3 separate regions of the Zea mays genome follow, and regions 1 and 2 are each linked to region 3. A link is a contact called in public Hi-C data. All regions are on one chromosome and are shown on one strand. The core of a region is the stretch at or near the end of the contact, and the rest is flanking DNA. Distances in the headings are between cores, read along the strand shown.

Region 1 (3,957 bases), core at 1,132-3,631, 400 kb after region 3:
CTTTGGTGCCGATCTCCACTACTCAGTCATGGGTATGTGGAACCCCCACCCTTCTCCTTCATTCTCGTTCTCTCACAACAGTGCGAGCCATGGAGAACTTGAGAGCCGCACGGATGCTGAATTGCCATCTTGGTGGTCTGCCTAAACTGAATTTTCTGTCCTTTGATGGTTCCAGACCCAAGTTGTGTCAGAAAAAAATGCGAGAATTACTTTACCATGTATGCCACTGAGTGCGTGCGGGTTAAGGCTACGATAATGCATTTTGAGGGAGTCGCTGCTCGTTGGTTGCAATCTATCGAGCCACGTATAGCCTCTATGTCTTGGCGTCAATTTTGTCAGGTTATACATGACAGGTTTGGCCATGAACAACACGAGTTAGTGATTCAGAAATTGTTTCATATTTTCAAACCTTCGCTATGCAGGAGTATGTCAATCACTTTTTTGCGAGTTGGTCGATTTATTGGTCACATATGAGCACATGACTGATCCACTATATTACACAATGAAAATCATAGATGATATCTGTGATGACATTAAATCCATTTTTCTTGTTCAACACCCGAGCAATTTGGATACTGCTTGTGCACTTGCCTTGTTGGCTTGTTGCAGGAGGAGGTCGACTCGTCGAGGCGTCATCCGAAACAGAACTGCTTCACCCTATTTTTTTTGTGAGTATAGTTTCTCTAGGATATAGTAGAGTCATGCTAAACACCCTCTTAGAGTGATTTTTCTATGGGTTTAAAAATCTTATAAATTATCTACATATTTGTGGACTAAAAATGGACAAAAAATAAACTACTCTAAATTAAGGGATATTAGTAACTTTAACGGTTTTAAAAGTTTTGGTGTAAGATATTTGGTTTTGGATTTTTTTGAACCGAGGATATCCCATTTCTTTTATTTTCATAACATAAATACAATCGAAGTCACGCGCCACCTGAAAAAATCACAAGGAGCAATCTGAGACGGAGGACATCGTTCAAAATCACTCCCAGCGTTTTCTCAGCTAAAGTACCCTCTGAATCATTCAGAGATGAATACTATAACTGCATGCGTCCAAGTTTGCATCCAAGTTTGCAGGATTACAACCTCACACATGAGACAAAAGTCAAGTTCATGACAGCCAGGAAACCACCAGCGCAGGGGCCAACATCAACAAAGACAAACAAAACAACACTAAATATAACTTCTGGACTCAACGGCACCAGATCACAAGAGCTCACACCAAACACCATCTTCAACTCCTATTTTCTTCTGAACTGCATCCTCTTCTTCATCTCCCTCAGAAACCTCATGTTTCTGGTTGTCCTCCGGATCATCAAGCTTGAAACTGGCTGCCCTAACCAGCAGTTGAGCACCCCCTCCCGAATCAAGTCCTGGAGCTCTTTCTTTCTTAAACCTGCCCAAACGTTCATCAGAGCACAAGCATGACAAATGATGTCTTTAGGAGAATTAATAAGAATCTTTTCAAAGCACAATTTATTTCTTGCTTTCCAAACTGCCCAGCAAATAGCTGCCACACCTATGATGTGAATATTTTTCAAATCAGTAGCATAATTGTCCAACCAATTACAACATCGAGTTATATTATTAGGAACAATACAAGTGTTAGAGAAATTCACAACAACACCCCAAATCACCCTAGTAACCGAGCAGCAAAAAAAAGTTGATCAATCGATTCAGGCTGGTTACAGAAACAACAGGACAAGTCTCCAATCCACCCCTTCTTTGCCATATTATTTTTAGTTAACAACAAATTGTTTTCAAGTAACCACACAAACATTTTAATATTTGGCAGGATTTTTTGCTTTCCATACATGTTTCATGCTAGTACCATAAGTATAGTTATGATTCACAATGTGAGTATAAAGGGATTTGACACTCAATGACTTCAGGATCATTGTGGAAATTAAACTGCATATGTCTTCCCACTTAATTCTGCAATCTTCATATAACCATCTTCTAAAGCTCATTTGCCAACCATTTTCATCAGGATTTGGTTTTGGAATTGATGAAATAAAACTAGACAATGACGATAATCAAGAGAGAGAAAATGATTTTTTGGATTAAAACAGCCCGCATTGACACAGACAGAGGCAGGCCGACAGGTAGTGCCGAAATGTGTCTGCGTCGGCCCACACGAAAAACTGGATCGTCAAAAAAAGCTAGCGCTCCCGCCTCTAGCCTCTCTCGCGAGTCGCCAGTAGCAGTGGGCGCAGCCGCCCCGGCCCGGCCCGCCAAGCGGCAGGCGCCAACTCAAAAAAGGTAGTCCGAAACCTCCCGCCACAACCACCCAAGGTTTCGACTTTCGAGTTCGAATGCCCAGAGCAGGCAACGAAATCCCCCCGGAACGGCGGCGGCTCTCCCCACTCCTTTTAAATTTCGAAACCCACCACCATCCCAGCAAACACAAATCGCGCACGCTCCCCAGTCCCCACACTCCCCATCCAATCCGCGCACACCAAGCCCCCAATCTCGGCCGCCACTCGCTGACTAGCTGCTCCGGCAACAGTCCCCCCCGAGGTACGAGGGTGCGACCGCGGCATGGACACGCTCCCAGAAGGCGTCGTGCAGCACATCCTCTCGCAGCTCAGCAACGCCCGCGACGTGGCCGGCTGCGCCGCCGTCGCCCGCTGCTGGCGCGACTGTGTGGCCTTCCTTCCGTCGCTCTATTTTCCGCGGGGCGCCTTTGAGGCCTTGGCCGGCGGACCGGCGTCGGCCGTGGCCTTCGCCGACGACGCCATCGGTCGGATGGTCGACGCCGCCGCGCGCCTCGAGGAGCTCGTCGTGTACTGCCCCTTCTCCGCGTCCCTGCTCCCGCACTGGCTCGCGGCGCGGGCCGCCACGCTGCGCGTGCTCGAGCTACGGATGGACTCCGCCGCCGCTGACAAGTCGGGGCACCTGAATCTCGATTCTATCGGGGTGGCCGCGGGCCTCGAGGAGCTCAGGCTGTGGGGGCTCACGATGACGCGCGCCCCCGCGTGGGGCCGGATGGAGCGGCTCCGCGTGCTGGAGATCGTCAGCGCCATCCTGGTAGACGCAGCGGTCAACGACGTCCTCGCCGCCTGCCCCAACCTCACCGACCTCTCGCTGCTCGGGTGCCAGTGCGACGGAGAGGCGGTCATCTCGCTAGCCTCGCTCGAGCGGTGCCGGCTCGACTTCCTCGGCTCTGGCAACTCCTCTCTCAGGTTCGCCGCGCCCCGCGTCGAGTCCCTTGAGGTCCAGGGTTTCTCATTTATCTATCTGCAAGGTGGCAACCGTCTCAAACATCTCACAATCTCCAAGAACACTGGTATGTTCCGGTCTTCCGAAGGGCTCTTTTGCGTTCCCTTGCAAAACAGATTTGGTCCCTTTCACATTGCCTGATGGTTAATATACCAAAAATGGATATTTTAGGTAGTGTGCATCATGTCGAGATGGGGAAGCTCCCGGAGCTGGACCAGCTCTCGCTGCGCGGCGTCCAGTGGAGCTGGGGCGCCATCAGCTCGGTGCTGCAGTGCGCTAGCGAGGTGAAGCACCTGGTGATGAAGGTCGAATTCTCCGGTGATTATGACACGCTGCAGCCGTTTCCGGAGATCGACCTCGTCGAATTCTTCAACAGCCACCCGAAGCTTCGCAAGTTCGAGGTCCACGGCGCCATGTTCGCGGCGCTGAGTCAGGAAAACAGCCTGAAGAATGTAAGCCATGTCATACAGCTTCTATGCTTGCAATATTTTGCTTCTGGACTTCTGGTTGTTGTATGGCCTAGCTAACTCTGTTCTTCCAAATTCCAACGCAGTTGGATTCAAGGTTCGTGATACCTTTCTTGGAGCAGGTCGTGGTCACCGTGCGGTCATCTCTCAATGCTAAGCAGAAGCTGAACACCCTCAAGTCCGTTGTCAGGTACAGCGTGAGGCTAAGAAGGATGATCATTAGGATCTCGCAGATGAAGAATTGCCATGCTGCTGGAGATGATTT
Region 2 (3,538 bases), core at 1,021-3,520, 320 kb after region 3:
GGAGGTTCAACACTTCAGTTTGTAATAACTCATAGCACAGCAGAAAAGAACATGCAAGAGATGGTAGGAAATAGAACAGTTTGATCCAATTGGTTCAGACAGTTCAGAGGTTTACTGCTTTTAACAAAGCAATGTGCAGTAGGCAAAACATGCATGGAGCTACGCTCCTTTTTAAAATTACAAGAAGATTGATTTAGGGTCACAAGTTACATTGGAGTGAACACAACATTCCTCAGTTTAAACTTTTCTGGGACCTTTGCAAAATCCACCCATGTCCCCTCCTATGTCCAATGGCAGTGCAAATATGGTGCCAGGGCCACTAAACTGTCCTTGAGAACCAAGGTACAACTAAAGGAGATATAGAAACAGTTTATAGCCCAGGATGATGTAGATGATGGGCGAGACAAAACAGTAACTAGTAAAACATAAGCCAGCAGATATACATGAACCAAGCACAAACAAAAACAAGAACCAAAATAAGACCATAGCATGTATCAAAGGATATACCAAAAGCATGTGGCAGCTGATGAAGAAATGAATCTCCAAGCATAGCTCCTGCCTGCAGATTACATTGAAAGTTTGGAACCAAAGAAGGAAAGCACATAAGCTGTAACATCATTGATTCTGAACGTAGTAGAATTAGTCAAATAGATCAATACTATAGAACCTCAATACCTCATGCAGAAAATATCGGTGCAAGACAATGTCATAAATAAGCTAAATAATCTCAAAATTATGAGGTGTCGTCTCATGGTTGACTCTTCTGAATATAAACTTCTACAGATGTTTAAAAAATGTAGGTTTCTTTTGACTGCGTCGCATATTCAGCTAGATACATACAGAACTCATCAGGAAAAATATGTTAAAAACATGTTTAACCATTTGCATTTCTACTTATCTTTTGTAGGAGAAAGGAATGTCACTTTGTATATGAGAAAGTGCAACCATCACAGATCCGTTACAATACAGTTTTATGTAATCAAGTATGTGTTTCAAACAGATGACATGATTCCATTTGTCTACTTTTGTCGCACTGTTTGGTTGATTTATTCTCTGCTGAATGAGTAGAAACACATCAGAATGAATTTCGATACAACCTGAGTTTTCTATGCTATTTACAACATCCATCATGGACAAAATTTTAGAGGCAACATTTCATATGCAGGGTCAATTGCCCCTGGATGAAACAAAATTCACAGGATACCAGATAATTCATCTCTGTGACTTTCACTGAATGCAGATATTACTTTTTAATAGCTTGTAATTGCAGAAGATTATCATAGGGTACATGAATTTCAAGTTGCGTTCGCTAGACTGACAGGAGAAATGTAATGTACTTGGCTAGGTAGCTCTCAGGATTTGCTAAGGAAAACACACAAAGTTGAGTAGATTGTAGACAAATATCCATTTGCTAGCTCGATTTAGCAAGATCCTTCAAAGAGCTGCACAATCCCCACTTACCCCAAACACTGCAAGCGAATCCACTATGGCCTTAGACGGTTTCCCCTTAACTGCAGAATTGAAATAAACCAGACAATCAGGACCTGCGCAGAAGGGCAAGCAAATAATCCCCAGATTGCAACGGGCCAAGCGGGGGCACTCACAGAAGATGACCGGCAAGAGGACGAGGCAGACAAGGGACGCCATACTGACCAGCAGCGAGCACCCCATCGCGCTCAGCCACACGCCTGCTCGATCAAATCCCCAAATCATTCAATCGCCTCGGATGAAATCGCGCCTCAAGCGCAAAAACGAGCAGGATCGGAACAAAAAAATGTCTAACCCATGGGCGATGTCTCCATGTCGCCGTGGCTGTGGTGATGGTGGTGGTGGTGGTGGTGGCCGTGGTCATGGTCTTCGTAACCGAAGGACTCGAGCTCGAGATCCGCCTCCTCCGCCATCTCCTCCGGGAGCAGCCGCTGGATCTCGCCGTGTCCATGGCCGTGGTGATGGTGATGGTGGTGCTCATGGTCCGCGCCGCCGCCGCAGCTGTGGCCATGGTCGTGGCGTTCGTGTGGTTCGCCGTGGCCGCCGTGGTCGTAGAAGGGGCAGGAGGACTCAAAGTGCCCAGCGGCGGGGGCGGCCAGGGCCGCGGCGGCCACCAGGAGCAGCAGTACGGTGGCGAGGCTTTGGCGGCGCATTATGGCTCGCGCGTCGGTGCGTCCGCGGGGTTTTGGGGTGGGAGCGCTTGCAGACGCGCTCTATGGTGACCACGACGACGAGAACAAAGAAGAGCCCGAGTGACAATGCCAATCACCACCCGAGCATCACCACTCACCACATCCAGGTCTATAGACACTTAGGGTCCCTTTGGTTTGACTTCCAGGGAGAGATTCACGTTCTGGAATTTTAAAACGCAGCCAAAGGGGCTTGGGATGGAAAGCGATTCTCTAAAATTTACCGATTCCCGTAAGTTATTTTGGAATCACGTGGTACCCCAGATTTCAACGGATTCCCCTCCGAAATTACCCGCACTGCCACTCTTTACAAACGTAACGCTTCGTTTATTTTTTCCCGAGCGTCCTCTTTTCTTCCAGCGGCGCGTCTCGACTCCTCCCCTTCGTCCCCATCGGAGCACAAGCAAGCTCCCAGGATCCGCGTCTGGATCCCCTCCCGCCGCCCCTGGATCCGCTCCCGCCAGCGCCCCTGGGTCCGCTCCCGCGCGGCGCCCCTGGATCCGCTCCCGCGCGGCGCCCGTCGATCCGCTCCCGCGCGGCGCCCGTCGATCCGCTCCCGCCAGCGCCCCTGGATCCGCTCCCGCGCGGCGCCCGTCGATCCGCTCCCGCGCGGCGCCCGTCGATCCGCTCCCGCGCGGCGCCCGTCGATCCGCTCCCTTAGAGCTTGTTCGATTAGCTTTTAATACATACATATGAATTGAGTGAGATTGAATGGGTTTGAATCCCAAACAAATCAAACTTCTTCTTAATTTTTTCCAATCTCATCCGATCCATATGTATTGGGAATAACCGAAGAAGGCCTTAGATGGTCAAACGTGTTGTCCGGCACCATAGCACTTAATACTGAATTTTCTCACATTTTAGGGTACACACGCGTTCATGTTCAGCGGTATTACGTGTTCTAATGTACTAGAGATCTAGGCCTCTCATTCTATTTATGTGTGTGTTATGGACGCGCACGCGTGTGTGTTGTGGCGTTCTTGTACCCTCATAAAAAAAACACTAGCACTATTAGACACGACACTAGACACTATTAGTAATTGTGTCATGCAGTATCGGTACTAGTGCCTAACCAGCTGCCTAGACACTACATTATATTGCCTAATCGTGTCGTATCGGCACTACTTCGTTTAAAAAACTCAAAAAAATATAAAAGATCTTTAAGATTGTATATATAATTTAAAACTTAAATATTTTTATCGTTATAAAGTGAATTCATTATGTTTAAAATCATAATAAATAACAATTTACAATCACAATCACGTCTATATACCATCGGTTGGTCTAAGTCGTGCTTAACTATGCCAGTCACCAAATCCCCCAGATTTAAGAGTTCTACCATCATTCTTTTTAAGTGGGGT
Region 3 (3,574 bases), core at 42-2,541:
AGGAAACGAAGAACTAGTTTTTTTATATCTTGCTCCCATCTAATTATTGTTGACGAGAGACTTAAGAGTTTAAGTGGGTGTTTAAATGCACTAGAGCTATAGTTAGTTGAGTAAAAAAAATTCTAGTAGAATTAGCTAACAAATAGCTAACTACCCATTAGCTAATTTGTTAGACTATTTAGATATCTTCAGCTAATTTTAGTAGATGATTATTAGATCTAGTGCATTCAAACATAGCCTAAATCTACATAGGCTTGTTGAGGTTTTTTTAGATAATGGGAAAATATGTCCCGACCTACATCCGAAACGGATGACGGCTACACAAATCCACAAAACAAACAAATCCATTGCCACATGCGGCACAAACTCAAGCACAGTTGGGAGAGCAAAAACATAAAGGATACATCTTAGATAGTAATCCTATTAATAAATTGTCACCCATGATGAGCGAAGATTTGCATCACCGACACTTCTAACCTTCTGCAGGCATCCTTCATAATTTTGGCATCGTCTTCATGCTTTTGGAGGAGCGCCCAAGAACGACACCAATAAATTCCTCTAAAGAGTACCTGTATATAAGTTTGTATATGGCTTTTATAAAAAACAACATCATTTCTACACAACCATAATACCCAGCAAATGGCAGTAGCACCAACCAAAATCAACGACCGACACGACCCACAAAGGAAAGGAATCTACCCCCAGGCAAAGAAGGCTTACGGTACGGGCCTGTTAGACCAAAACCCCTGCAGCCCACTTGCAAAATAGCACCGAAGCACCGGCCCATCTAACGAAACCCTGAGGCCCCATCCAACGAAAGTAGATGATGCAAGTTCGGGTACGATTCGGCCGGCGCTCCTCCCCTTGTTGGGCCTGTGTCTCCCATCGCATCATTCATTCACCACATGCGGCATTTTGATTTCAGCGCAGCATTATTTTTATACATACGTTGGGGAAAAAAAGTGCCAAAGGCCGAAGCAGTGAAACTTGAAAGAAATGAAGAGACAGAACAGTTGGTCAAGTCGGCAGAGTGGCACGGCACAGTGTTGCGGAATGAAATGAAGTCGGAGATCCTATATGGGCGGGCGGCGGCGAGGTGCCCGGTCGTCGTCGGCCGCGCGAGCAGTGTCACATGGCATGTTTGTGTTGTGCCGGGGCACATCAGCAGGCGAATCAATCAATCAATCAATCAATCAGTGCGTGCTCTCGATGACGATGGATCGGCCCGGACCTCTCACGCAATGCGAGGTCCCGTCCTGATCACATGCGCTCCTAGCTACACAGGGCCCTGCCGGGTTCAATCCACCTCTAGCTGGGACTGGGACGGGAGGGATTAGGATTAGGATTGGGATTAGGACTAGGCAACCTAGCTAACTGTGGTAGGATCGCAGCAACTAACCCTCCTTCACTAGCGCTGGTCGGTGTCGTTCCTGCGAAGAAACGAAACCGACGACAGCTAGCTACTGATGATCAGAGTACTACCACAAGGGAATAATAATGTCGATTCATATATATAGTACGACGCGTCGTCGGCAATCTAATCATCGACGCCGACCGGCCGGTTTAGCACGAGGTATAGTATATAGCCTCTGGCTTTGTCTCTCACACGCTGCTGAGGTGACGCCACATGGCATGGAGATATATATATAGGGAACATAGCAAAACAGTAGGCATGCATATGCCAAGCGCATTATATTTCGCTACCAAGTGTAGGGTATACAGATACTACTAGTTGACCTGCAGCAAAGTACTACACCCCCACACCATCTAATAATAATGCAATAAGGCGGCATGGTTCTACACTTCGTTAACTTGACGTGATGATCTCATGGCCGGTTTAGCTGTTACCTCTCTCTTATTATATTGTACTCCGCCATATTGTTCATGGCCGCCGGCCAGGAGAATGTTGTGATCATCATGCATACTAGAGCGATGATACATCTGCCGCTAGCTCCTTATTTCTTTCTTCATCGACAACTTTGTTGTTGGAACCGAACGCGTGTTGGAGTTGGACCACGCAGCAGCAGGGGACGTTTATACTTGTTGGTAAGCTGTTGTTAGCGCTAATGATGACAAACAGACGAGGGGAAGTTTTCGCCTGAAAACAAGCTAAAACCTAGGAGCTAGCTACAGGTGAATCGAACTAGAGTAGGTAACTTAACTTGAGCCAGTCAGTCATGCGCGCTGGGCTGTGCAATGCATATGCACCGCTGACAATTGTAGGCCCAGCTGACAGAAAATATATAGACACATTTATGTGCGAGTCACGTCGCTAGCTCTGGATCTTGAGTCGCTTTGAAGGAGGCAACTGATCGATGTCTGACTCTGATGCTAACCATACCCTTGCAGTGAGTGTGAGTACAACGTAACCTACTAGAATAGAATCACGCATCAAATTAACACTCGTCGTCGTTGCCTCTGTACCGAGTAATTGTTGCTGCTGGCGGGCTTCCAGTTTTTTTCATTTTCTTTTTCAGATGGCGGAGCTCACGTCCGCTTCCCAGGTCCACGCACAGCTCACGTCCGGCTCCCCAATCAACCGAAAGCTGCCGCTGAGCTGAGACTGAGACGGAGGGGCTGACCGGTGGGGGCGTGCGTGATGCCCTCCTCCTCCTCGGAAAAGGTGAGTGGGTGGGTGGCCGTGCACACGCTGACACAGGCCAGTTGCTTTTCTGAGCTCTGCCTGTCTCTTCTGCCCAGATATGGGACAATCCTGCCTGGTCTCAATCGGGGTTGAGAACATCTCTTTGTCGTCACCACGGTTACTTACACTTACCTCCCGTGGTAATTAACCAGGCAAAGCAATTAACTGAACCCAACGACGTGTACGTACCACCGTAGGACAGACATGTCGGGAGCCCGGACACGGGGGGATCCACTCCACTGCACGAGAGAGACGCCCGTCGCTGTACGCCTCTAGTGTAGCCCGTCAGGAGTGACCAAGAGGCGAGCAGCAAGAGGGGGCCAGAGGACGATGCTCACGCGAGCCCCACGCCCGCACACGGGCGGCGCTGCGGTGTCGTACGTACCCGACGGCCCCTTCGTCACGTCCCCACGTACGTACGCACGCGCGCTCGGGCCTCGCCGCGTCGATCGGCTCCACCTGCCCCTGCCGCTGCCGGGCAAGGCAACGATCGAGTCAGCGCCGCACAGGGCCGCCGATGCGTGCTGCGGCGGGTGGCCTGGCCTGGCCTGGCCTCCCAGCAGCGGTACCGACCAACCTCCGGACTGTGGAGAGGTAAGCAAGGCCAGCCAGCCAGCCAGCAGCCGAGGCGGCCGCGTATGGCAGCGTCCAAACTGCCGCCGCCCTGTGCGCTGTGTCTGTGTGCCAGCCCCCCCGCCCCTGCGCCTCGGTCGGGTCGGGGCGCTCGCCGCCCGGTCCCGTGCCCCGCGCGGCACCGATCGCGTTGGGAAACGGAGAGCGCCCGGCGTGCCGGCCGGGCCGCTGCCGAGGCGCGGCGCGGCGGGCCCCTACGCGGCGTGCCGGCTGGGCCGCGTGCGCTTGCTGTTGGCGCTGTGCGGCCCGGCATTTGGAGGCCACGCCGTACGTCAGGGTCACCCCCCAGCAGCAGCG

What was found. Hi-C and Micro-C count contacts between places; a contact is called where the count stands out from the background.
Region 1: a contact with region 3 is called in a Hi-C map of tassel, with 3 times the contacts expected there. The contact joins the promoter of LOC100273820 here to the enhancer-like site in region 3. A contact is called at or near these places in 2 of 25 Hi-C or Micro-C datasets (endosperm and tassel).
Region 2: a Hi-C map of ear shows a contact between it and region 3, with 2.3 times the contacts expected there. The contact joins the promoter of LOC100192506 here to the enhancer-like site in region 3. A contact is called at or near these places in 2 of 25 Hi-C or Micro-C datasets (ear and tassel).

Annotation. Positions count from the first base shown.
Region 1 is chr1:203,081,681-203,085,637 of Zm-B73-REFERENCE-NAM-5.0, forward strand. LOC100273820 reads left to right here and starts at 2,382. Exons shown (of 3, transcript NM_001353582.1): 1 at 2,382-3,292; 2 at 3,397-3,677; 3 at 3,779-3,957. The coding sequence starts at 2,545.
Region 2 is chr1:203,003,914-203,007,451 of Zm-B73-REFERENCE-NAM-5.0, forward strand. LOC100192506 (Zinc transporter SLC39A7) reads right to left here and starts at 2,271. Exons shown (of 11, transcript NM_001137726.1): 1 at 1,784-2,271; 2 at 1,605-1,688; 3 at 1,462-1,511; 4 at 508-559. The coding sequence starts at 2,141.
Region 3 is chr1:202,680,595-202,684,168 of Zm-B73-REFERENCE-NAM-5.0, forward strand. No RefSeq gene overlaps it. Among protein-coding and RNA genes, the nearest start is that of LOC111590710, 4.3 kb to the left of the region's middle. Within about 2 kb of position 1,292, at least 17 of the 20 cell types and tissues checked have an H3K27ac peak or open chromatin away from gene starts, as enhancers often do. A contact at or near this core is called in ear and tassel, where this site is marked.